Regions from separate parts of the Mus musculus genome. Here regions 1, 2, 3 and 5 are each linked to region 4. Evidence: chromatin contacts called from public Hi-C and HiChIP or PLAC-seq data. All regions are on one chromosome and are shown on one strand. Each heading gives the region's core, a stretch centred on a gene start, on an enhancer-like site or on the middle of the called end of the contact. The rest is flanking DNA. Distances are from core to core; before and after follow the strand shown.

Evidence for each region. A called contact is a pair of places that touch in the nucleus more often than the background predicts. HiChIP or PLAC-seq counts read pairs in DNA pulled down with a chosen protein or histone mark.
Region 1: a Hi-C map of B cells shows a contact between it and region 4, with 2.6 times the contacts expected there. The contact joins two enhancer-like sites. A contact is called at or near these places in 1 of 15 datasets of contacts at CTCF or cohesin (pro-B cells), 6 of 484 Hi-C or Micro-C datasets (B cells, CD8 T cells, ECoMG-derived neutrophils and 3 more) and 2 of 115 datasets of contacts at active chromatin or transcription factors (bone marrow-derived dendritic cells and regulatory T cells).
Region 2: a contact with region 4 is called in an H3K27ac HiChIP or PLAC-seq map of bone marrow-derived dendritic cells, with 4 times the contacts expected there. The contact joins two enhancer-like sites. A contact is called at or near these places in 5 of 484 Hi-C or Micro-C datasets (B cells, bone marrow-derived macrophages, liver and 1 more), 3 of 115 datasets of contacts at active chromatin or transcription factors (bone marrow-derived dendritic cells, bone marrow-derived macrophages and pancreatic cancer cells) and 1 of 9 other capture datasets (bone marrow-derived macrophages).
Region 3: a Hi-C map of regulatory T cells shows a contact between it and region 4, with 2.3 times the contacts expected there. The contact joins two enhancer-like sites. A contact is called at or near these places in 6 of 484 Hi-C or Micro-C datasets (B cells, CD4 T cells, epidermal suprabasal cells and 3 more).
Region 5: a contact with region 4 is called in an H3K27ac HiChIP or PLAC-seq map of regulatory T cells, with 3 times the contacts expected there. The contact joins two enhancer-like sites. A contact is called at or near these places in 1 of 15 datasets of contacts at CTCF or cohesin (pro-B cells), 2 of 484 Hi-C or Micro-C datasets (both in bone marrow-derived macrophages) and 3 of 115 datasets of contacts at active chromatin or transcription factors (CD8 T cells, pancreatic cancer cells and regulatory T cells).

What each region holds. Positions count from the first base shown.
Region 1 is chr10:96,478,939-96,483,764 of GRCm38.p6, forward strand. No RefSeq gene overlaps it. Among named protein-coding and RNA genes, the nearest start is that of Gm33843, 120 kb to the right of the region's middle. Within about 2 kb of position 2,408, at least 84 of the 459 cell types and tissues checked have an H3K27ac peak or open chromatin away from gene starts, as enhancers often do. A contact at or near this core is called in B cells, CD8 T cells and regulatory T cells, where this site is marked.
Region 2 is chr10:96,537,668-96,542,498 of GRCm38.p6, forward strand. All of the region lies in intron 3 of Gm33843 (a long non-coding RNA gene), which reads right to left. Among named protein-coding and RNA genes, the nearest start is that of Gm33843, 59 kb to the right of the region's middle. Within about 2 kb of position 3,359, at least 7 of the 459 cell types and tissues checked have an H3K27ac peak or open chromatin away from gene starts, as enhancers often do. A contact at or near this core is called in bone marrow-derived dendritic cells and bone marrow-derived macrophages, where this site is marked.
Region 3 is chr10:96,516,796-96,521,280 of GRCm38.p6, forward strand. No RefSeq gene overlaps it. Among named protein-coding and RNA genes, the nearest start is that of Gm33843, 80 kb to the right of the region's middle. Within about 2 kb of position 2,751, at least 8 of the 459 cell types and tissues checked have an H3K27ac peak or open chromatin away from gene starts, as enhancers often do. A contact at or near this core is called in regulatory T cells, where this site is marked.
Region 4 is chr10:96,331,823-96,336,586 of GRCm38.p6, forward strand. The region is part of intron 2 of Gm33782 (a long non-coding RNA gene); the gene reads left to right. Among named protein-coding and RNA genes, the nearest start is that of Gm33782, 25 kb to the left of the region's middle. Within about 2 kb of position 1,634, at least 117 of the 459 cell types and tissues checked have an H3K27ac peak or open chromatin away from gene starts, as enhancers often do. A contact at or near this core is called in B cells, CD8 T cells, bone marrow-derived dendritic cells and 2 more, where this site is marked.
Region 5 is chr10:96,567,612-96,571,994 of GRCm38.p6, forward strand. The region is part of intron 3 of Gm33843 (a long non-coding RNA gene); the gene reads right to left. Among named protein-coding and RNA genes, the nearest start is that of Gm33843, 29 kb to the right of the region's middle. Within about 2 kb of position 2,035, at least 25 of the 459 cell types and tissues checked have an H3K27ac peak or open chromatin away from gene starts, as enhancers often do. A contact at or near this core is called in CD8 T cells and regulatory T cells, where this site is marked.

The sequences.
Region 1 (4,826 bases), core at 1,158-3,657, 150 kb after region 4:
GAGGTGGGGGATGGGGTTAGGGAACTGGATTAAGCAAAGGCAGACAGCAGGCAGCAGGTATTTTTGTAGGTGTTAGTTTTTAAGGAAAAGGGGGTAAGTCTGTGCCAGAGTGAGTTGGTAGATCCTGATTGGACAGGTTAGTTAGTGGAGCTAAATAACCTGAATTTTGGTTTCTGAACCTTGGTGTTTAGTTTCAGGAATGAGACAGTGGTCATATAAGGGAATAAGACCTTGTGGGCTAGCTTTAGGTAGCCAAACAGTTTAGCCAAGGGAGAGAGAAAGGAAAACGGACAAAATCTATTGGCCCTTTTGTCATTCGAGGACCTGTTAGTTCTTTTGTCAATACTGCTTAAGGGCTTAGGGGACAAGTCTTAGAAGTTGTGCGCAATACTTTGGCCCACATTCCATGTGCCACAACGCCACCCAATGCAGAGGAGTCTGGGAAACGCAATCTGTCTGTGTCCTACCCCCCTCCCCCATTAAAAGAGTAGGACTTGGTAAGTGAGATGCAATCTCTCACTCTGCCACTCCCTCTATTTGAAAAGACTATACGTGTAAACTATACGCGTTAGCGCTATCTCTACAGTTTCAATAGAACAAAGGGATACAATTGCTTGCCATTGTGCAAAAAGGACAATTTGATTAGTTGGGTACTTTCACCTCTGCTGTGCCTAGCAAATGCAGCACCTGTTGCAGACAGCACGAAGGTGGCAGAGAGCAAGCTCTGGTCCCGGGAGCCTGCTGCTTCGGGGATACCGGAATGGTGCTTCCGGAAACGAGCCTCACCTGTTTCCCAATGGGGGAAGAAAAGCCAGGCTTTGTTCCCAGGCAAATGAAAATCCAAATCACAAGACTCAAACTATGAGCGCAGAACAGTGCATTAAAATGTGGTGGCGGTGTGTGCTATTTGCCTGTATCTAAATATACATCTGCCTTCCCTCATGCCCTCTGGAAACACTGAAGGATGGAGGGTGATTAATGAGGAGAGAAGTCGTTCGCCTGTAGCTCTGCTTCTTCAGGCCTCTGTTGCTAAGCCTCTTGGTCTTTAAGGGATTCGGGATGTTAGCTGCAGGTCACGGTGGCCCATTTCTCCACATACTAATGTGGCAAGCCTCCAATGATGGGGACATGAATAAAAAGCTGCTTCTGGCCCAGAAGAAAAAAAAAATGGTCGGATCCAAATTTGAAGTTTCCAAAAAGGCTTTAACAATCCTTTAAATTAGATAGATGCGCTCCTCCACCTACTCGTTCTGAATTCTGGCCATATTTATTTCGAAAGAACCAAAAAAAAAAAAAAAAAGGCGCTATTTTTTTTCTCCCAACAGCCCAGTTTCAGAGTCTTCTGCCGTGATTACCTCAGTCGCTGAAGCGTCTGCTTACCTCACTTCAAGTTGGAAAAACCCACAGAAAGGAATGATTTTTTTTTTCTGGAGGGGAGTGGGGAGAAGCAGCAAAAAAAAATGAATGAAATCCGAGCCATACTCGGGATCCTCTCTGCCCACCCCGGCTTCTGAGGAGAGAAGGATGTTTTCCTGAGAAGCCAGCTCCAAGCCATAAACCTGGAACACATCGAGCTTTTTCTTCGTGCTAATTGGCACTTACCTCACCTAGGGGCCTCTGCCAAGGAGACTTGAGGGGTTTAATGGGGGGAAAGGAAGAAAGGAAAGAGCCCAGAGTCCTGGAACACAGTACCAACCACGTGGGATCTTTTGCTGGAGGGCTTTGCAACAAAGTGGCCTATGTGCCCGCCCTGCCCTCCAGTTTGTGGGGCTAACGCTCAGACCCAGACCGGGGCCTGAATGATAACTGCTTGGTGTAATTACGAAGACAGCTTGAAAACTATGCTCCTCTTTGTTCTGGCCTTCAGATGAGGCTGTCTGAACGCAGTTTGCGCCAGCTTTATTTCAAAGCGCTTTTTCTTTCCATATTTCAAAAGGTCAGTGTGTTTACTGGTGGCCAAAAAAGAAGCTGGTGTAAGAGAAAGAACCTCGTGTAGCTGAGTGGCAGGCAACCAGAAAGCGGAGGCAGGGGGCTGGCTCTGGTTCTGTATGTGCCTGGAGAGGAGACAAGAGAACCCTCAAGTCTTGACCTCTCCTTTATCACCGTTCAAAGACAAGGGGGTGAATGGGAACTGTAGTCTTTTGTGGGGATTAAAAGAGAAAACTAATTCTTAAAGTCTGGTTGTGGAAGGAGAAATGCAGGTATGCTTAGTAAAAACAATGTTATCAACTGCTAAGCCAGAAAAAAACGTCCACTTCAACTCCTGGAGGTGAGAATGCTTCCTTCTTTCAAGAAAGCAGGCTTGACAACCTGGCCACCCTTGGGAATTTTGAGACTGTTTTCTGTCAAGGTAAGTTAGTGCCAGGAAATAATAGCAAACCACAAACCCTTTCGCAGGTCTCTGGGTTGGCAGTCTGAGACTAACGCTGTTACTTAGAAAAATAAAGCTGATCAGACAGACCACCACCTGCCCATCCATAAAGCATTTATGCTTTCGTTGTGAATATTTGAAAACAGTGTCAGGCTCCAGCGACTTCGACTCAATGCCTACGTCAAGTATTCTTTGTGGCTCATTTTCTTTGAAAAGTCCCCTGGACTTGCTATAGAGTGAGCTCCTGACAGAAGGAGGGGAGCAAGCTGTAAACGTCGTAGAAAGAGGAGATGTCAAAACCAGGTGTATTAGGGTTCAAATCTTCACATCACCACTTACAAGCTGTGTGATTTTTGGCTAATGCACTTAGCCAATGTGTGGCTTAGTTTTCTTGTGTACAAATGTAGGTGTCTCACAGTCTGTTCCCAGGAGGGTTCATCAATAAGTATGTGTGAGATGTATAAAGCTGTTCCCCTTGCTCTGTAAACATCTCAATGTTAGGTAATGTTGAAAAGCACACCTCTCTTCCAAATGGAATTCTATGCTAGGGAAGAGCCCCCTTGCCATGTGCTACCAACAGTCTTTAGACAATCTGCCTCCAATAGAAGTAAAAGGTAAAGTTGCAAACGCCAGGGAATGCCACTTGTTTGTGAAGGAGAGAGAGGCAGTAGTAAGAAAGAACTGATGAAACTGCTCAAAACCCAATCTCCTGACTACTCTGAATTTCCAGGCTCCTGTAAAAGGTTGTAGCAAAATGGGTCGAATTCTCCAGAAGTCACTTGGGAAAGGTGCGATAACTCCAGAAGGAATGGAGAGAAAGGGGTAGGGCAGAGTTTAGGAAATGAGAGCTAAGATGTCTAGAGACCCTTTACATTGCATTTATCACCACATTAAGCAAACATCGTTACCGCCATTTTACTGTCAACCAAGGCTAGGTTCAGGTAGCCTATGGGAACTTTCTGACTTTTTTCTAGGAAGCTGTATGGCAGGATTTGAATGTTTTTCCTCTTTCCTAGGAAAACTGCATAGAAAGGTAGCCCGAGGAAATGTCAGAAGGGCAGGTTGCACTATGGTCCAGATAACCTGTGACTTCATGGGCAGTCTTAGCAAGAGCATTTACTAATGTTTCTTCTACGCTACAACCCATCACACCCCCCACCCCCCGTCCAAGTGAAGCAGCCTCGTAGGAGTCTCTGTTTTAAGAAAGAGGGAGTATGTTGTTGTTGTTGTTCTGGAAAGTAAGTCTGATGATATTTGAGCCTGTCTGTCCTATATTTGCTCATACATAAGGTTTTTTTATGTTCTATCTCCATGTATTTTTTTATTAGATTTATTTATTCCCTTTACAACCCTATATCAGCCTTTCTTCTCCTCCCAGTACCCCTTCACGCCCCTCTCTGGGTGTCAATCCCCCCCCCCTCCAGCACTGGGGTTGTGGGACTATGTGCATCTTCTCCCACTGAGGCCAGACAAGGCAGCCAGGGAACAGGCTCAAGAATAGCCCCTGCTCCAGTCTTTGTGGTTTGCCAGTGTTTTGTCCTTTGAGTTTTTTGATCTTAGCCATACTGACGGGTGTGAGGTGGAATCTCAGGGTCATTTTGATTTGTATTCCCCTCACGACTAAGGATATGGAACGTTTCTTGAGGTGCTTCTTGACCATTCAAGACTCCTCTGTTGATAATTTTCTGCTCTGTACCCCATTTTTAATTAGGTTATTGGGATTGTTGTTGCCTCACTTCTTGAGTTCTTTGTATATTTTGGATATTAGCCCTCTGTCAGTTGTAGGGTTAGTGAAGCTCTTTTTCCCAAGCTGAAGGTTGTTGTTTTCTCCTGACAATGGGGTCCTTTACTTATAGAAGCTTTTCAGTTTCTTGAGGTTTCATTTATTAATGCTTTATGTGAGTGTCTGAGCCATTGGAGTTCTGTTCAGGAAGTTGTCTCCTGTACTGATGAGTTCAAGGCTATCCCCCTACCCCCCTTTCTGTTCTTCTGATGTGCCTGGTTTTATGTTGAGGTCTTTGATCCTTTGAAATTGAGTTTTGTGCAGGGTTATAAATATGGACCTACTTACATTCTTCCACATGTGAACAAGTTGGACCAGCACCATTTGTTGAAGTTGTTCTCCCTTTTTCATTGAATGGTTTTTGTTTCTTTGTCAAATATCAAGTGTCCATAGGTATGTAGGTTTATTTCTGGGTCTTTGATTCAATTCCATTGATTCACCTGTCTGTTTCTATACCATTTGCACACAGTGTTTATTACTATTGCTCTGGAGTACAGTTTGAAGTCAGAGATAGTGGTATCTTCAAAAGTTCTTTTATTGTTTAGGATCATTTTAGCTATCCTATGTTTTTTGTTATTCTGTATGAAGTTGAGGATTGTTCTTGAAGAATTGTGTTGGAATTTTGATGGGAATTGCATTGAATCTGCAGATTGCTTTTAGTAACATGGCCAT
Region 2 (4,831 bases), core at 2,109-4,608, 210 kb after region 4:
TTTGTTTCTTCTAAGACAAAACAGTGTGGAGTGGAAGCAATTCAAAGCCAAAACCAGATCCCATAGAGTAGCTCCCAGCTGAATCCTCTACAGGACCAGCCAGAGCCTCAGCAGACTGTCAGGGACCAGGGCCATTTCTGACTTCACGTTTCCTTTCTTTGTTTTATTTTTTAAAGAATAGAAATATTTTTAGGTTGTATTGGTTTAAAGATGAATATGGGACCGGTTAGACTCTGTATATTCATTATCAACATATTGAGTATGAAAATTAGTTGAAAAGAGACTAAGTCAAACTATTCGTGTAGTCCACTAAGGATGAAGTGGATTGTAGATCCTGAGCCTGGTAGACAAGTTGGCCTTGACATTGCTTGGGAACTTAATGGAACACATGGTTAGGTCTTTCCCTAGACTTTCTGAAAGCAGAAATTCATCACTGTATGTGCTGACAAGCCCTCGAGCTGTCTGGAAAAGAAGTTTAAGAAGTTGTTTGGGAAATTCTGCTATGGGAAATTCAAAGCAAGGCAGGTAAAACCTGAGCCTTCAGAAGTTGAAAATCCCCTCAAGCACTCCAGATTTTCTCACAAGACAGACAAATAACCTTGACTGCCCCAGGTCTGCTCCAGAGGTCAGAAGTCACCATCCTCTTAACTCAACTTGGTTCTGAAAAGCAACATTATATAATACACCTTACCCACTCAAACTTCAAATAACTTTGTAGTAGTAAATTTTGTCTTGGGAGAGAAAAAGTTCTATGCATATTCCATATTTGAATTAGTTTACAAGTAAACTGTGACATGAACATTTCAAAAAAAAGTCACTGTGCATGCACAGTCGCACAATGGAAACTACAGCTTTATGAAGTTGGAGTGCCCCATTGTTGACAATATATAGCAGGAAGAGATGGGGATCTAAAAAGATCAGTATCGAAGTTTTTCCATCTTCAGTAGTTGTTAAGTACACACATATTACAATTGACTTAGAAATGGGCATCAGGAAGACTGGCTTTTAGTATGAAATGGTAGAAGGTAAGTGACGTGTGACTCCACAGAAAATTGTCATTATAGGTGGGGATGAAGGGTATGAAGTGGAAACTTCTAGTTTCTTTGGAAAGTTAGTTATGCCAAATGTTATTTTGCTGGGACACACAAGTCAAAGGATGTCTTGCTAGAGCAAACAAGTGGAAGACTGTTTTCCTGAAGCAGATTTAGATGAAAGGGTGTTTGGATATAGCAAACATGTAAAGGGACGCTTGATGAAGGAGTATGACCTCACAGACAGTGGGAAACAAACACTGAGCATTGGTTTGGTTTGCTTTGCCTCGCTATTCTTCACTAAAGTCACGCATGTATTGGTTCACCTTACATAGTGTTGTAGAGCTCAACTTGCAGTAACACTGCCATTGAGAGAATCTCAACCAAGAACTGCTTGTGACGTTCCTGCAGCAGCTTGCTGCTTCTGTGACCTAGGCCATGAGAAAGCCTGATGGTTTCTTAAGGATTAACCAGGTTGCTGGTTCGTGCCTGGTGTCTGCTTGCTGAAAGGACTGGACTGTAGCTGCTGGTTTATGGCTATTATCTGCCTGCCTGGAGGATGGGTCTGCAGCTGCTGAATCCCATTTGGTGTTTGCTACAGGACTGAACTGCTGTGAAAGAAGACCAAGTGCACCCCCACACACACCAAAGAACTATTGCTAACAGGTTCACTTCCCCCATAGCCTAATAACTTTTCTCTTCCACTACCTCTGCTGGGTGGTAGGCTAGAGGAGAGGTTGCAAAAAGGTTATATAAAAAGAAGGTTGCAAAAAAATGTATGCCTAGTGTGCCTCGTGATGCATGTGGGGGAATGACAGAGAGGATAGACCTTGGAGAAGGTAGACTTTGTGTCTTCATATGCAGCATGGTACACCTGGGTGCTGTTTTCTGCATTTGCCTAGTGTTTCCCTCGATGGAAATCATGCATAAGCAAATACAAGTTTGTATTATGCTCAAGTTGTCCCTAGATGTCATATATGCGTATTCACAAGCAAGCACCACAGGAGAGCTGTGTATGCAGTTATAGCTCCGTATGCAGATTCCACACAGCAGGATTACTCCTGCATCCGAACACTGATGGCCGTTCACTCTGTGAGCTCAATATCTATTTTTTTATGCAACATTAAGCAGGATTGGATGAACAAGAGGCAGTTTTATAAGCTCATGCAGGATCAATTTTATCAAGAGCAATAGTGCACTGCTCAAATGTGATCCTAGGAGATGAACTTCCATGCTCGTTGTAATTTTGATCAGTATCTACATCCACTAATTCTACGGAGGGGTGACTAGATTTCTCATGTTTTTCTTTAGTCTTCCACACTGGAAAAAGACAATGAAATCACATTTTTAAATTTATTTTAAAATTAAGACTGGAGCGCTACTGATAGGAGGAAGTGGATGTTCCCAGGGTCTCCTGGTTAACAGTGATCTTTGGGCTTTTCATCTCTTGGTTTAAGATACCAAGCATAGGCAGGCCTTGTTTTGTGTGGTTTTAATATACAGGAATCCTAGTCACCGTGACTCAGTTAAGTAATACCAGTCCCTTTACAGCATGGTTCATGTTTTTAATTACCATGACCTATTAGCTGTAAATAATTGTATAAAGTTCAAACTTTATCACCAGCATTTCGGTCCCCAAATCACTGTGTAAATCTCAGAAGCACAGACACACACTCTGATCAGAACGTTTGATGTTTGTCAGGGAGTGGCTGCTGAACAAGTTATTCAGTTCACAAAGAGACAGCAAAATATGTAGTTATGCTGTCTTCGCATCAGCCAGAGACTAAGCCACATGATTTTGACAAAAATGGATAAATGAGAAAGGGGATTGGCCAACCAGAGGGAAAAGGCACCAACACACAGCGGAGTGTGAGAACAGGCAGCAGTGAGTGTGAGAACAGGCAGCAGTGAGTGTGAGAACAGGCAGCGGTGAGTGTGAGAACAGGCAGCAGTGAGTGTGAGAACAGGCAGCGGTGAGTGTGAGAACAGACAGCGGTGAGTGTGAGAACAGGCAGCGGTGAGTGTGAGAACAGGCAGCGGTGAATGTGAGAACAGGCAGCGGTGAGTGTGAGAACAGGCAGCAGTGAGTGTGAGAACAGGCAGCAGTGAGTGTGAGAACAGGCAGCGGTGAGTGTGAGAACAGGCAGCGGTGAGTGTGAGAACAGGCAGCAGTGAGTGTGAGAACAGGCAGCGGTGAGTGTGAGAACAGGCAGCAGTGAGTGTGAGAACAGGCAGAGGTGAGTGTGAGAACAGGCAGCAGTGAGTGTGAAAGAGTGCTCTGTGAAGTCAGTGGAAATGGAGTTGCAGGATCCACAGCTGACTCAGGGGACTAAGTGAAAGTAACTTATCATCATGAGTGAGGAAGTGTTTGTTATACACATGCATGCACACACACACAGATAGATGATATCAGCACTAGAGAAACTACATTAAAGAAACTCTAGAAGAGGGAGACTCTTCCCCAGTAATGATTTGATTATCTAGTACCAAGTGGTCAGCCCTAAAACCATACATACATGCACATGTGCACACTCGAACACACACAGCACATGCAGATAGATAATAGATGATAGATCAAGAGAGAGAGATACATATTAGCAACACTAAGTGAACTTAGCAGGCTATACTGATATATCTATATTGTTACATATATATTGATTGCAGGATATTGATTGCAAAGAATAAAGTGCTAGACACAAGGACAAAGAGCCACGTGATTCTGAAGTGAGGCAGAGAACGGCTCTGCCTACAAAGCATAGGTTACACAGTGAGAACCAGATAGATGCTATGCAAGTGACTCTTGGTAAATAACCTCATCAAGAAGTAAGACTTCTGGTTCTGTGTCTCTAATGTTTTAAATCACACTACAGTAAATAAAGATCCACTTTTTGTACTTTTCCATACATTTCTAACCCACAAAAAGAAGAAAGTTATACTACGCTAATGTCACACTAATGTTAATATAACACTAACAATAGTGTTTACACAGGAAGTTTCAAAGGACACATAATTATCAAAGCTTTTCCACTGATGGTTTTGTGTGTGAGAGCACTGTGTTCACAGTCACGTGTGTGTGTGTGTAAGCATGCGTGCAGAGGCCAGGGGTTCACATCTGGTGTCTTCCTTGATCTCTCCCCCACTCCATTTTTTTTAAGAGTTATTTTATTTTATAAGCAGGAGCGATGTGCTCACATGTATGTCTGTGGACCATGTGTGTGCTCATTGCTGGCTGAGTTCAGGAGAAGACATTCAATCCCCTGGAACTAGAGTTATGGTCAGTTGTGAACAACCATGGAGATGCTGAAAACTGAACATGGGTCTTTAGCAAAACCGACGTCTGCTTGTAACTTGCTGAGCTGAGCCATGTCTCCCAACTCCTGCCCTACTCTTTTGAGACAGGGCCTCATGTTGAACCTGGAGCACACGATTTCTGGTAGCCTAACTGGTCACTGAGGCACCCAGGCTTAAGCTCTATATACGACCACTCTCCAGCCATACCCATGGTTTTAGGTGGATGCCGGGGATCCAAATGTGAGTTCCTATGCTTTCACAGCAAGCTTTTTTACTGACTAAGCCATCTCCCTAGCCCCTTTGTATTGATGAGTACGATACCTGTGTGTATTTCAGCTTATTCTGTGCTATGTTTTTGTAACTGTCCCCCAAAGGCCCACGTGTTAAATTTTTTAATTACTCGACTGGAGATACTACTCTGTGGTTCAAAGCACTGTCTGATACTTCAGAGCACATGGGTTTGATTCCCAGAATCCACGTGGATATTTACAACCATCTGTACCTTTAGC
Region 3 (4,485 bases), core at 1,501-4,000, 190 kb after region 4:
ACAGGGTCCCACTGTGCTAGCAGCACAGGCTACCAGCAAGCTCACCATCCTCCTGTCTCAGCCTCTGGAGTGCTGGGATGGCCAATGTGTCCGCAACACACCCATCTTATTTATTTGTAAAAGAGCAATGATGGTAACACCCACTCCATTGTGTAGGTTGAGATAATAGTGCATTACAGCTTTCTTTGAGTCACAGTGGGTCCTCTGTGAACCAAAAGTTTCAAAACCTATCTATGCATTGGCAAGACTACTGGGCCGACTTCTGCAATAAAGGGTAATGTTTCCTAATCTTATTCATTAAAAATGATTAAATCTTGAAGTATTTTTCTTTTGTCTGTTTAGTGTACATCTATTTTTAAAGAAAAACTGAATGACAACGATCAGGAAACCCATAAACAACAAAGGTACTCTAGGTTGGAAATAAAACAAACAGAATCTCAGAAACCTGAGACTGGACGAATGCCCTAATGTTTTTGTGAGTAAAGTGTTCGAAGCAGAGGAGAAAGTTTGGGAGTGAAAAAGCACCAAATATAATGGATACAAACATCTAAACATCTGAAATTCGCAAAAGACACAAGGTCTCAAGGCTGTGTTAATCTGAAACCCTCTAAATGCAAAGCCACATCAAGGTAAATTACACTCAAACTTTTAAGTAAACACAGATAACATCTAGAAAACAGTGCAAGAAACAACACTTTACCTGTAAGAGAAAAGACATGCATGGAAAATCCTGGATTTCTCATATTAAAAGCCACAAAACATAGCGTGACATGGCATGGGGCTGGAGAGAGGGCTTATCAGTTAAGAGCATGTGTTCTCTTGCAGAGGACCCAGGTTTGGGTCCCAGCATCCACATACTGGCTCCCAACCACAACTGGGATGTCAATCCCAGTTCCATGAGATTTGACTTGTGACCTCCCTGGGCACAAGGAACTCAAGTGGGACATGTACAAACACACAAACAAAATATTCACATACATGAAAACCAGAAATGGATACTGTCAGGTTGGAAGGCCTTGTGGCTAAATATCCTTGAGACTTGGGTAGGTCTGTTCCTGCTGTTTCAGAAGCTAAGGCATCAGGAGACTTTTCCCATTGCCACATAAGTGTGCAGTAGATCCTCAAGGGAGAAAAATATCATAGCATTTAGCATATGGTTTTGCATCCCCCTCCCTTTTTTTTTTTTTTTTCCTCCTCTGGAGAATCATCGGAAGAAATTTACACCAAAAGATCTGTTTCACCATGATTTGGGACATGAAAAGGGATTACTGTACCCCCAACTCATAAATATTCATGAAAACTTAAAAAAAAATCTGTAATGCAAAAAACCCCTCAGGGTGGCTCCCCAGGGGGCTTCCCAGCAACCCACTCCAATCTCTCTTTAGATGGAATATTTTGTTTTTCTTTGCAAAACAAACTGCTTCTCTGTACTAAATTCTTTTCTTCCAGAAGACAAAAATGGAGACCTGATAACAAGAGGAAATGCTGCAATGCTTTTCAAGTATGGAAAAATGACTGATGCAGAATTGTATAGCTAGGCAACATATCCTTTAGGAATGGGCGGGGGGGGGGGGGGGGGAAATCAAGAGATTCTGAAATGTAGGAAAAACTAAGAAAAATTGCCAGCAGCAAGCCTTCTGTAAAAGAGTGTCTTGAGAAAAGTCTCCAAACCAAAAGGAAATGATAAAAATGTAGACCTTGAAGTGTTGGGAAAGAAAACAATATCTTTTAAGAGAAGCAAAATATTACTCTTGAGTTCTCTAAAATACGTTTGATGGTTACAGAAAAAGTGTAACTGTCTCATATCATCCTAGGCCTGCGCTGAGGAAATGTTTAATTTAAAATATATAAAACAGATGAGTCACAAAGGAAGAAGAAAACATTCAGAATTTCCAGCATACTCCCAGAAGTTGTACGTGGTCTTTGCAAGTTGGCAGGCTACAAAAATGTACAGCAAAAGGACTTAATGGGGACTGCGTATGTGATTCATGAACGCCAAGATTAAAACTGAAACATCATTTGCAATCTATTAAAAATAACGTTGCTGGGTATGCACAACTCGTGTTCTGAAAAGCAAAATGCTGAGGAAGGCTGTCAGAAGAGACCCAATTAGATGGAGAGACACAGCTTACATACGTATGTACTACCTGATTGTGCGTTACAGTAAGGATGTCAGTTCTCCCAAACCAACAAAGGCACAGATCTCATGGCATTCCTATCAAAATCCAAGCAACAGCTCTGTAGATGTAGAAAAGGTTTTTTTTCTAAACTTTACATGGAATGGTATAAGAACGTGGGAAGTAAACCAATTTTAAAAAGAACGTTCAAATCAGAAAAATAATCTACTTGATTTTAAGATGTCATAAGGCAAAAAAAAGACTGTGGCACTGGCTGGTCAAAGAACATGTAGATCAATCGAACAAACCAAAAAAAGCCAGAAATAGAACCTTGAAAAGAAAAGCCCCAGGAGCTTTGATTGAGGCACTGAGCAAGTCTCCTGAATCAAAGACATCGTTCTCCGCAAGGGTACTGGAGAGACTCAACACCCATGGGTAGAAATTCAGACTGTTGCCTAACTCTCATGCTTAAGGATTAACTTGAAATACGTAATAAATGTGTATGCAAAACAAGAGCTTGTACAACCTTCAGGCAGATGCATAGCAAAGAAACTTCAAGATCTTGGTTTAGGTGAAGAGTTGTCAGATGGGAAACCAAAAGGAAACCTCACAGTCATCGGCAAAGGCAAACCAAGAGCCTGGAGCCAGGCAGATCAGCACACTCATGTAAGCCCAGCTTTCAGAGAGTGGAGGCAGAACAATTACGTTCCAAAGCCAGCCTGTTCTACTTAGTGAGACCAGATGCTGTCTCAGAAAGAAAAGCAGGGAACAGGGAGGGAATTGAACCTAACAAAAATGTAAGCCTTTACTTCTTCTATAGAAAGCCTGTCGTGGAATGGAAAACAGAAAACAACAACAAAACAAAAACATGAAGATGTGGAGAAAGTAGCTGCAAATCACTTAGTCAACAGCAGACCTGGATAAAGAATGTTTGAAATGTAACAGCAAAACCAGTTCAGAGATGCACACCTGTAATCTCAGCTCTGTGGAGGCTGAGGTGGGAAGATTGTGAGTTTGGAGCCAATTTTGAGAACATAGGGAGAAAGAGAGACACAGACAGAGACACAGAGAGAGAGAGGGAGAGAGAAAGAGAGAGAAGGAGGAGGAGGAGGAGGAGGAGGAGGAGGAGGAGAAGAAGAAGAAGAAGAAGAAGAAGAAGAAGAAGAAGAAGAAGAAGAAGAAGAAGAAGAAGAAGAAGAAGAAGAAGAAGAAGAAGAAGCAGCAGCAGCAGCAGCAGCAGCAGCAGCAGCTCCCAGTTTAAGTAGCATGTGGGCAAAAGATATAAAGAAATATTTCACTGAGAAAAATATGAAATAGTAATTAAGCATATGGAAAAAACCCATGAAATTGGAATCTCTGTGAAGTCCCTATGTTAACAATGTAACAGTTTGTAAAACACAGCATTCTGGGAAACAAATAGACCGACCTTACTGGTCCTGGTGTTGAATGTGTACTCTGCAAAGCCTTTGGTGTATGCTATCACGTTGCCTGCAGACAGCCCTTTGAGAAAAGAATGGTAAAGAAACACAGTCAACATTTTCTGGCTAAATGATAACTGACTGCATCCTGGATGGTTGAATAGCTGGGAAAAGAATCAGTAGATCAAGAAAAACAATATAAAGCATTTTAGGTCACAGCACCTTTAGAAGCATGAGGCCAAGGGAGCCTATTTTAAATTCCATCACATTACAAGTTTAAAGATATCAGGCTAGGGCAGAAAGGTCCAAGAAAGCAAAAGACCCAAAAAACAAAAACAAACAACAACAACAAAAAATAAAAACAAATGAGTTATGTCTTAATTATGGGCACGAATGTCAGGACATACACATGGCTCAGTAGGTCAAGAATTGAGTTCAGATCCCAAGATCCATGTAAAAATCTGGAGTCCTTACCAGCACCTGTAAACCAGCCCAGGGGAATCAGACAGTCTGGACCTTTAGGCTGCATGGCCAGCAGCCCAGTGTAAGTTAGCTCCAGACAGGTAAGAGGCTCAGCCTCTGTAATAGTAAATAGTAAATAATAATAATAATAATAATAATAATAATAAAATGTGAAGGGTGATTGACATCAACTTCTAGGATTTGCTTACACACATAGGGGTGAGTAAATACACACACGCTCACACACACATACATGCCCACACTCAGGCACCAGGGCACACACATAGCCCAGCACCATAAGTATCCTGTGTTTGGAGGCGGGGGAGGGGAGGGGGCGGGTATGTGTAGAGTAGCACATAACTCTTGGAGTAAGCACGCACCAGCCCCCTTCACTCATCTACTTCTGTTCATTCTCTCATAATATGCTCATTTGCAAGGCTGCATTCCTTTGATCCCTCAGACAGCTGGCTGTCCACACCTGACACATC
Region 4 (4,764 bases), core at 384-2,883:
GGCAGTAAGCACTACCCATCTGTAGCCTATGAATCAAGTCCTTCCTCTGGGTTCCTGACCACTTGGAGTTTCTGCTTTGGCTTCCATGGACTCTGATTCAGGATGTGTACGTCAAATAAACCCTTTCCTCCCCGAGTTGCTTTTGGTGGTAGTGTTTCACCAAAGCAAGATTAACTCTAAGGCAACTGTCTTATCACTTCTCACAGGGGCTCTAGGCATCCAAACTCAAGTCCGCTTGCTTGTATAGCAAGCACTTTAACAACTAAGCCATCTCCCCAGCCAGCACTTTAACAACTAAGCCATCTCCCCAGCCCCGTGCACTGGGATTTTTTTAAACACTCGCGCATTCTAGACTGCTCATTCCCTTCTGTTTAAAGGAATAGCTCCATTATCAGAAAACAATAATTCAACTCTTATGAAATCCCATCCATGGACATGTTAAAGAGATGTGGAAAGGGCTTTGTTCAAGTTACACACACATTTTTACCTGCCCGCTATCACTTTAAAACTTGGATGGATCTTCATTTAAAGAAAAGGGAAGTCCTGATAAAAATGGTAGTGTGCAGTGCCTCTTAAAACACTAGCACTTCAGGACCTTGTCACTGGCTTATCTGAGGGACAAAGAGCTGGTGCAGACTCTTTAGAAGGGGCTATAAGCTTTCTGGTTCTCCACAGACCCTTCCAGTCCTCAGCCTGTTCCCTACCAGGCAGCACTCTGGATATCTGTTTTTGACTCAGTTCACAGAAGTCTGTCAAAGCTCAGGTTCCTTTGTCTCTTCCGTATCCCACACAGGAGATTCAGCATGTGCCAAAGAGCTGCCTTTGACCTGAACGCTCATGCCATCCCTTCACGTCTCTGGTATTGGAAAGGTTATCAGGTTCCTCTCTGAATTCTACTCCAGCTCCTTTCCCCCACCCCAGAGGCTTTGTTCTGTGCTTTTGCTTTAAGAATGAAGACAAAGCCTGACGATACATCTATTCTCCTAAGACTCTAGTTCCTCAAGGCTGAGTGCCAGCTCCCTGATTTGTTTCCCGTCCAGAGCTGCGAATACAGAGACCGCCAACAGGGCAAGGCCATTTTGCTAATGACCTTCGTAGGGCTGACTGCACAGCCAGTCAACAGCAGATCTGAAAATAGAACTCAGGACTTTCAAATCATTGTTCTGCTTGCTGGGCTGTATTTCCTCCCATAAGGGCCTGGTTAAGCAACGTCCTGTTTTGCACAAGCAGAAGTCACAATACACATATGAGAAACTGGACTGGACACAAGGATCACAAGACCGCACCCACCCTTAGGAAAGATGGCTCTGTAGCATGAAGCAGTGCGATTTGTTTCTAGTCCTGCCGGTTTGGGTTGCAAGCGGGCTCACAGCTGGTCAAATCATTGACTTTGCAGTATGTGGTGTTTTAGGAATTTTCAGAGTGCCAAGTGTCAGGTATTTGCCTGACAACACACCAAAAAGACATTTATGCAAGTGACAGAACAGTGTCGTAAGGTGGCCACCAGCTTGGGAATCACTGTGTTTGTGGTGCAAGTGCCATGGGAGAACCAGAAGCTTGGTGGCAGATCATTCTTTTAGGGTATTCCTTGTGGCCTGTAGAGGGCAGATTGAAATCGCAGAGATGCCCCTAGGCACTGTAGTCATCCTGGACTTGGAGGCTGAGGCAAGAGGACCTCGTGATCAAGACCAGGCAGTTCCTTTATTACCTCGAGCTGCCTTAAGGGAAGGAAATGGGGTGGGGGTGGGGGACGACGAAACAGAACAAAACAAACAAACAAAATGACTGGAATTGTCAAAAGTCAATCAATAAGGGAGTTTTATTTGGGAGCTGACAGCAGGATTACGTACAGTCCAGAACACAGGTATACAGGTGGCCACTTGCATGTCCTGAGAACAAAGGAAAGCCTGGGGGGTTTTAGCAAGCAGAGAAATCTACACATGAACATACCTGGTCCTTCTCACTGCCTGTGGGAATGGCAAGGTCTGATGGATGGGTGGGGCAGTGGGTAAAGCTAGTTTGAAGATTGTAGTTGGCAGTTACGCTGTTAGCTACTAAATAAATCAAGTCTTGAACATGCCCAGGGTGTTCCTTTGGACTGTTTCTGGAAGATTGGATCTGGAGCAGGCATGTATTGGTATGATTTCCCTTCCTTGCCTCCAGCCCCCGCCCCCCTCCACCTTAGTGGGGTGTGGTAGGAATGCTTACAGAAGGTTGGGGGGTGGTTTACACTTCCTGATGTTCCTTCAAATTGTTGAGACCTCTCTGTTCCATGCTAGCCCACGTAGAGGGCTTGCTAGCCCTTCAGTGATCTTCAGTGTGTTCTTGGAGAGCAGAGCCTGAGGATGCTAGCTGTTTTTGCCTCTCAGTCAAGCTCCTGGCCGCTCCGCAGGACATAACAGAGTGGATTCCAGGACCCTGAACTAGCTGTAGTACGTGAGCCCTGGATCTATGTCTCACACCTGCCAGACTTGAATCGAATGGCTTTGTGTCTTTGCGTCTGTTTGTTAGTCTGTAAGACAGGCGCGGCAACAGCTGGTAAGACCTCGGAGTCATTATGAAATTGAAATGAGTTGTTATTCATGGATTGCTTCAAAAGATTCTAGACAAAGATAATAGGTTTAGTTGTAGGCAATCAATAAACGACCTAGCAACGGGAAACAACTGCAGTTAGCTATGTGGAACAGGCCGAACACACCACAGGACCCTCCTTCCTTCTCTCCTTCTTTAGAGAAGCCTGCTTTATAGTTCAAAAGTGGGCCCTTGAGATCTCATTCCTCATTGCTCCATACTACAGATAGAGCAACTGAGGCACAGGGAAATTAGGTGATTTATTTATGTTTACCCACCAGGCACGTGACAGGATGGAAGGACAGGGCACTGTATGTACTGATGTCACTCACGGTTTTGCCATCGTTGTGCCAGTTTGGTATTTATTTCCTAGGAAAAAACCATAGAGGAAGCTGCTTGTGATGTTCTTCAGATGCTTAGATAGAATCGTTTACAGACACTTTGGAAGCAGCAAAACATGCAGAAGTACCCATGGGCGGTGATGGCAATGACTAATGCACACATGAGGACTCTTACTGCAGCCTCACTTAGCATATCAAACGGCGTTAAAAATAATAATTAGCCTTGGGAACCCAGAACAAGAACACCCAGTCATTTTGACACACCTAACTGCAATTTGATCTGTGTGTGTGTGTGTGTGTTTCACCTACTCATAGCGGCAGCTGTTCAAGAAACGAACAAAAGACTGTGTGGAAAATGGCAGCGTCAGGAGGTTGTGCTTTCTTTGTTAAAACATGGGAGATGGTGTGTGTGTGTGTGTGTGTGTAATTATTTCCTTGAATGTGTACATGTATACATACATATATATTTTACAGATTTTTACATGTCCTTCAATAGCTTCCTTAGCCATAACTATAAATAGAAATGATGAATGACATTTTTTTTTCTTTCTCAAACCTCAGTTGCTATAACCTAATGTCATGGAAAGCAAATCAAACTGGAGGCTGGGAAATGGAGAATCCGGCCCTTGCTTCTCCATCAAGTACATCTTTGGAAGAGGCCTGGGGAGTTTCTCAGTCTATCAGGGCCACCAATGTTTCAGTCTGAAAACACTACTTTAGTTTGTCATTACCTATACAAGTCCTAATATCTTTTATGTCCTTTCCAAGGAACTTTTATAATAATAAAGAATTTATTTCTGACAGGGGAGGGGAAACATACATCTCAAATTCTAAATCCAGACCTTCACAGTTAACAATGTGCATTAAATTTAGTAGGCTTGTTTTCTTTGTTGTTGTTGTTTTGTTTTGTTTTGTTTTTTTGCTTTCCCTCTGTCCTCCTGGTCTGATTTATCCCTGTAGAACTAACTGTGATTGAATTGAAAGTGTACCTTCAAAGAAAAGTCCGTATTGAAACCCATAGAAACCCAAGACCCATCCAGGAGTGGCAGCAGTCACATAAACCAAAGCAACACCAAAGGTGCTTGATGTTTGGAAAGGTGGGGCTGGGGCTGGGGCTGGGGCTGGGGCTAAGTACCTCCCTGCTTGGCTTCTTCAGTGCTCAAGCCCCTTCCCGTGAATAAATTCTATTTTATCTGTAACAATTCTGACCCCCGTGTTTTCCCTTGCCGATGAGGACAGCATGGTACAAGTAACAAAATACTCTGAACAATGAAAAACCAGTATTTGGCTCAACACCATCAGCACGTACCGATGACAAGCCTGTGTAGAGCCAAGCTCCTTCTCCGCCATCAGCTGAGAATTTTACTTGAGTGAGAAAACACACTCTGTGGCTCAGGCAAGCATGAGGAAAAGAATCACTCACGGGAACAGTTTCCTCTCTTCAATGTCTGAAACCAAAGGAGTGCCGGCAAAAAATTTTAGTAAAAAGGAGATAGTTCTTATGAAGGTAAGCTGTGATGGAAGTCAAATCTGCCCCCTAAATACTTAGTTCTTTAGATGTGTATAAGATGGACCATATCACTTCCTGGGTACCAATTCCTCTAGGACTGCTGTTCACTAGAGACATGAAGTCCACATGCTCCAGCTCTCTAAACCTGACCCAGCATCTCAGGATGTTCTATAAACTCACCCCAGGCCTTCCTGCTTAGGATATGTTTCCCACACCCTCACTGAGAAAGCCATCTGTTAAGATTCGGCTCATAGATCATCTTTCCTTGGATCCCTGAATACTGTACTGGCTGGTGTTATGTGTCACCCTGACACAAGTTAGAGTCATCAGAGATGTAAGTGC
Region 5 (4,383 bases), core at 785-3,284, 240 kb after region 4:
GCAGAAAATTGTGGAACTTAGCACCACCTCATTGGCCGCTGGGAAGCAGACTATAATTACTCCAATCTTAGTATCATCTTCTGCCACTGTGGCTCAGGAATGTTTTGCCCAAATCAGAGAAGTCAACAGCTCTGCAATGGTGAGCAATGCTGGGTGATACTTGTGTTCTTCTGAGTCATACAGTTGAATCCTCTAATGAGGGAAGAGCCTTTGCTCAATGTTCAGTCACTAAAATGATGGAGTTGGAGGCAAGCTTAAAAGTAAAAACAAGTTAAAAAAATAAAATAAAATTGAAAAAGCATGTGCCCAGGCTGATGTTATCAGGAGAGAGTCTCAATGGAGGTCTCCACTGGGCCTCTCCCCTCAGAGACCAGAGAACCCCATGGAAGAGCGGAGAAAAAAAAATATAGGAGTCGGAGGGGATGGAGGACACCAAGAGAACATGGCTCATTGAATCAACTAAGCAGCGCTCACATGAGCTCACAGAGATTGAGTGGCTAGCACAGGGCCTATAATATAAGGGTCTGCAGCAGGACCTTGTGTATATGTTATAGTTGCTGGCTTGGTGTTCTTGTTCAGTGGACTCCTAACAGTGGAGGCTGGGTATATCTCTGACTCTTTTGCCTGCTCTTGAGACTCTTTTTTTTTCCTCCTATTGGGTGACCTTGTCTTTCCCTTTGTCTTACTGTATCTTGGTTTATCCGGTCTGACTGTTGTCTCTAAGAGACCCCCTCTTTTCTGCAGCAGAAATTAGGGGGAGCAGATCTGGGAAAATGGAGGTGAAAGGGAGAGCTGGGAGAAGTGGAGGGTGGGGTGCATTGTATAAGAGAAGAATCTACTTTCCATTTAAAAGAAGTTCACAAAATGGTGCCTGCCTTTAATCCCAGCACTCAGGAGGCAGAGGCAGGCAGATTTCTGAGTTCAAGGCCAGCCTGGTCTACAAAGTGAGTTCCAGGACAGCCAGGGCTATACAGAGAAACCCTGTCTCAGAAAACAAACAAACAAACAAACAAACAAACAAAAAACAAAAAAAGTAAAATAAAAAGTAGAAAGAGAAGAAGAAGAAGAAGAAGAAGAAGAAGAAGAAGAAGAAGAAGAAGAAGAAGAAGAAGAAGAAGAAGAAGAAGAAGAGGAGGAGGAGGAGGAGGAGGAGGAGGAGGAGGAGGAGGAGGAGGAGGAGGAGGAGGATGATGATGATGGGAGAAAAAGTCTCCTTATAGAACTTTCCCTTGGCAGAAGGAAGCTGCTCAGTCCTGGTTGCAAGATCTCCTGGAGGCAGAGGCAGGAAGGCTAGACCTCCTTGCCCTCTTTCAGAACAGCCCTGGTAGGTATTCCAGTTTGGAGAGGTTTATGTAGGATACAGGTTGACACCTCTAGCACTTGGTCTTTTGTCCTGTCTTGCCAATTGCTCACTAGTGTGGCTTCCCATGAGCACTCCTCTGTTGAACACGTGCACACCTTTGCCTCTCACTCCCTGGGACTCTCAACCTGAGACAGGGTCATAGGGAAAGTCCTGGACCTCTCAATAGAGTGGCTTTGAAAGGATGAAGAAAATTATTCTGTCGAGAAACTGTACTCAAAAGTTCTCTGGGGCAGGCAGGATGGCTCAGTGGATGACTCTTGGTGGAAGGAAAGAGCAGATCTCCAAAAGTTCTCTGATCTCTACACAGGATCCATGACCAGAAAGTGGCAAGCATGCACAGGTATTCTTTTGAAAGAGAGTTTTCTGCTAACCCTGTAGCTGTTTCCTAGTAATCAGATGGGTGAATATTTGGACCTCCAATGGAAAAATAAACGGAAAGGGAAAGGGGACGAAAAGATTAAAAGGGGAGGTGCAGCTTATCAGAAGATTGCTTGTCTAGTATGTGAGGGTATCTGAGCTTGACCCCGGGCACTGGAAAGAAAAGGTGGGTGGGTAAAGAAGAGAGACTGAGAGATGAAAGAAGAGAGATGAAGAGAGATGAACGAAACGACCCAGAAACCCCGTCTCTGTCACACTTTCCCACTCTGAGGAGCACTTTTCGTGTTGTTGCAACAGCTATTTTTAGAGTCTAAAAGGCCACTGTTGACTGCCTATGGGGCTCACTAATTCACGCTTGTGGTGTCTAGATCTCAAAGCAACACTGCAAAGGAAACAGTAATATCAGAGAGGCTAAGTGATCCACCCGAGACCTCAGTGAGTGAAAGGAGATTGAAGCCACCGTGGCCTCTACATCCCTTGATGTCTCCTCAGGGAATCAGGGTTCTGCTGATCCAAAGAGGAAAGCAAACTGATACCAGGTTTGAGGGATTTGGGAAGGTGTTGCCTGAGATTCGTTTCCTAGCAAGTAATAGAGACTCAATTTAAACAGGATTTAAACAGAGAGAAGAGAACTTCCTACAGAGATGCCGAGAGGTTTTACAGGACAGAAAAGAGACCCCATCTTAAGGAGAAGAAAGCAAAATAACAAAACCAAGATCATAGGACGAGAAGAAAACAGCAGTATCAGGATTCAGTTTTCTATCAGTTGCAGTACAATAGGGCTGGCTTCTTAGTCCCAGGAAGTAGTCTTGGATAAATATGCTACTTATTATTCAGTCCTGGACCAATCACCACCACAAAGATCTGAGTTACAATGTAAGAGGCTCGTCTCTGCCACAGACATTTTATGACTAAAAACAACAAAGGGAAGACACTATTCTAGAAAAGGAGCTGGATGGAAGGGTATGTTACCACATCGCCTTATTTCGGTGGTATAGGCTGGTGTTTACTGTGTAATGCTTTGGTTTTCTTTATCCCCTCACCACACAACTCAGTGATTCATTGAAAAAAAAAAAAAACATGGCAGTTGAGGTTTAGCTTAAAAAGAAGCTTGGCTTACACCCTGCTCATTACAGATTTTCTTCTTTGGACGATTCGAGGGAAATGGAGTTTAAAAGATAGGACAGGAAGCAAAAGTCAGGTCTAGCTTGCAAGGTAAATTCTCCCTTACCAATGCAGGAAATTAATTTCCTTTTGGCCATGATGACTGAGGAAGATTGAATAGAAAGAGACGAGATGAAAAGGCTTAAGATACATTTTTTTTTTCTAACCTCGCTGTGCATTAAATCCTAAGAGAAATTAATCAGGCTTGTGCTTCCAATGGAATTGAGTTAAAAATCTGACCAATTCTTTGTTCACATAGGAGTCCACATGTTTGCCTTCCACACTGGTTAGAAAGGGGCTCCCAGGGGGAGCCAGGGTCATTCTCACGGCCCTACCTGCAAACCTAGTTCCAGACGCACTGTCAAGGTACACAAGGTACACAAAAGCACAAAGGTGGCCTTTCTCTCTGTGCTCCAGAGAAAGAGTGAGGTTGAAAGTGACCATTTGTTCCCTCTGTGACATGCATGTCTGATATTATGCATGGACATGCATAACTCTCTGAATTATGCATGAATTAGGCCCTACTCTTGTTCAGCAACAGCTGGATGAATTTTCCCCTCCAGATGCCCAGCTGCACAGTGACACATCCCCCAACACACGGTTGTACTACATGTACCCCCACACATAGATACCAGGGTCAGTGGCCCCCACTCCAGTTTACCAGAACTCAAGGACCATGACAGCCAGGGCAATGTGTTTTGAACTGAGTCGATTTTCAGATCTGAAAACGTGTTTTCTTTTCCTAGTTCACTGCTGCCCTTTACCCACAGAACAAAGAGACTAGCCAGCCAACCAACCAAGCAATAAGCACAATTCGTTCTTGCAGGCAAGGACTTCCAAATGTGCTGTTTCTCAAGCTCTTGGTTGAGAGATCTCCCTGGAGACATGCTGCCACTTGTAAGGCTGTTAAGAGCTGAGAGGAACTGGGATAAAGGCACCAGCGAGTAGTCTCACTTGTTACAGCTCTGTTTCCAGACTCATTATCACCAAGTTCCTGATCCTTTTACTGAGGTGCACACACACACACTCACAACACACACATAAACATACACACATATGTACATACATATAATACACACAAACATATACACATACAGACATGCTCACAACACATACACACACACAAACACTTACAATGCACATACACACATACACACAAATATACATATAACATGCACATACACACATATACACATACATACACACATATACACATACAACACACATAAACATACACACAAGCACACACACATATATATACATACATGCAACACATACCAACATACACACATACAGACATGCTCACAACACATATACACAAACATACACACACAAATACACATACAAACACACAACACACATATATACATACAAACAAATACATATACAACACATACACACATGTATACATACACATACAAATACACATACATGTGTAGCAGAATTTTCCCTGTCCAATCACTTTAAATATCAACAAG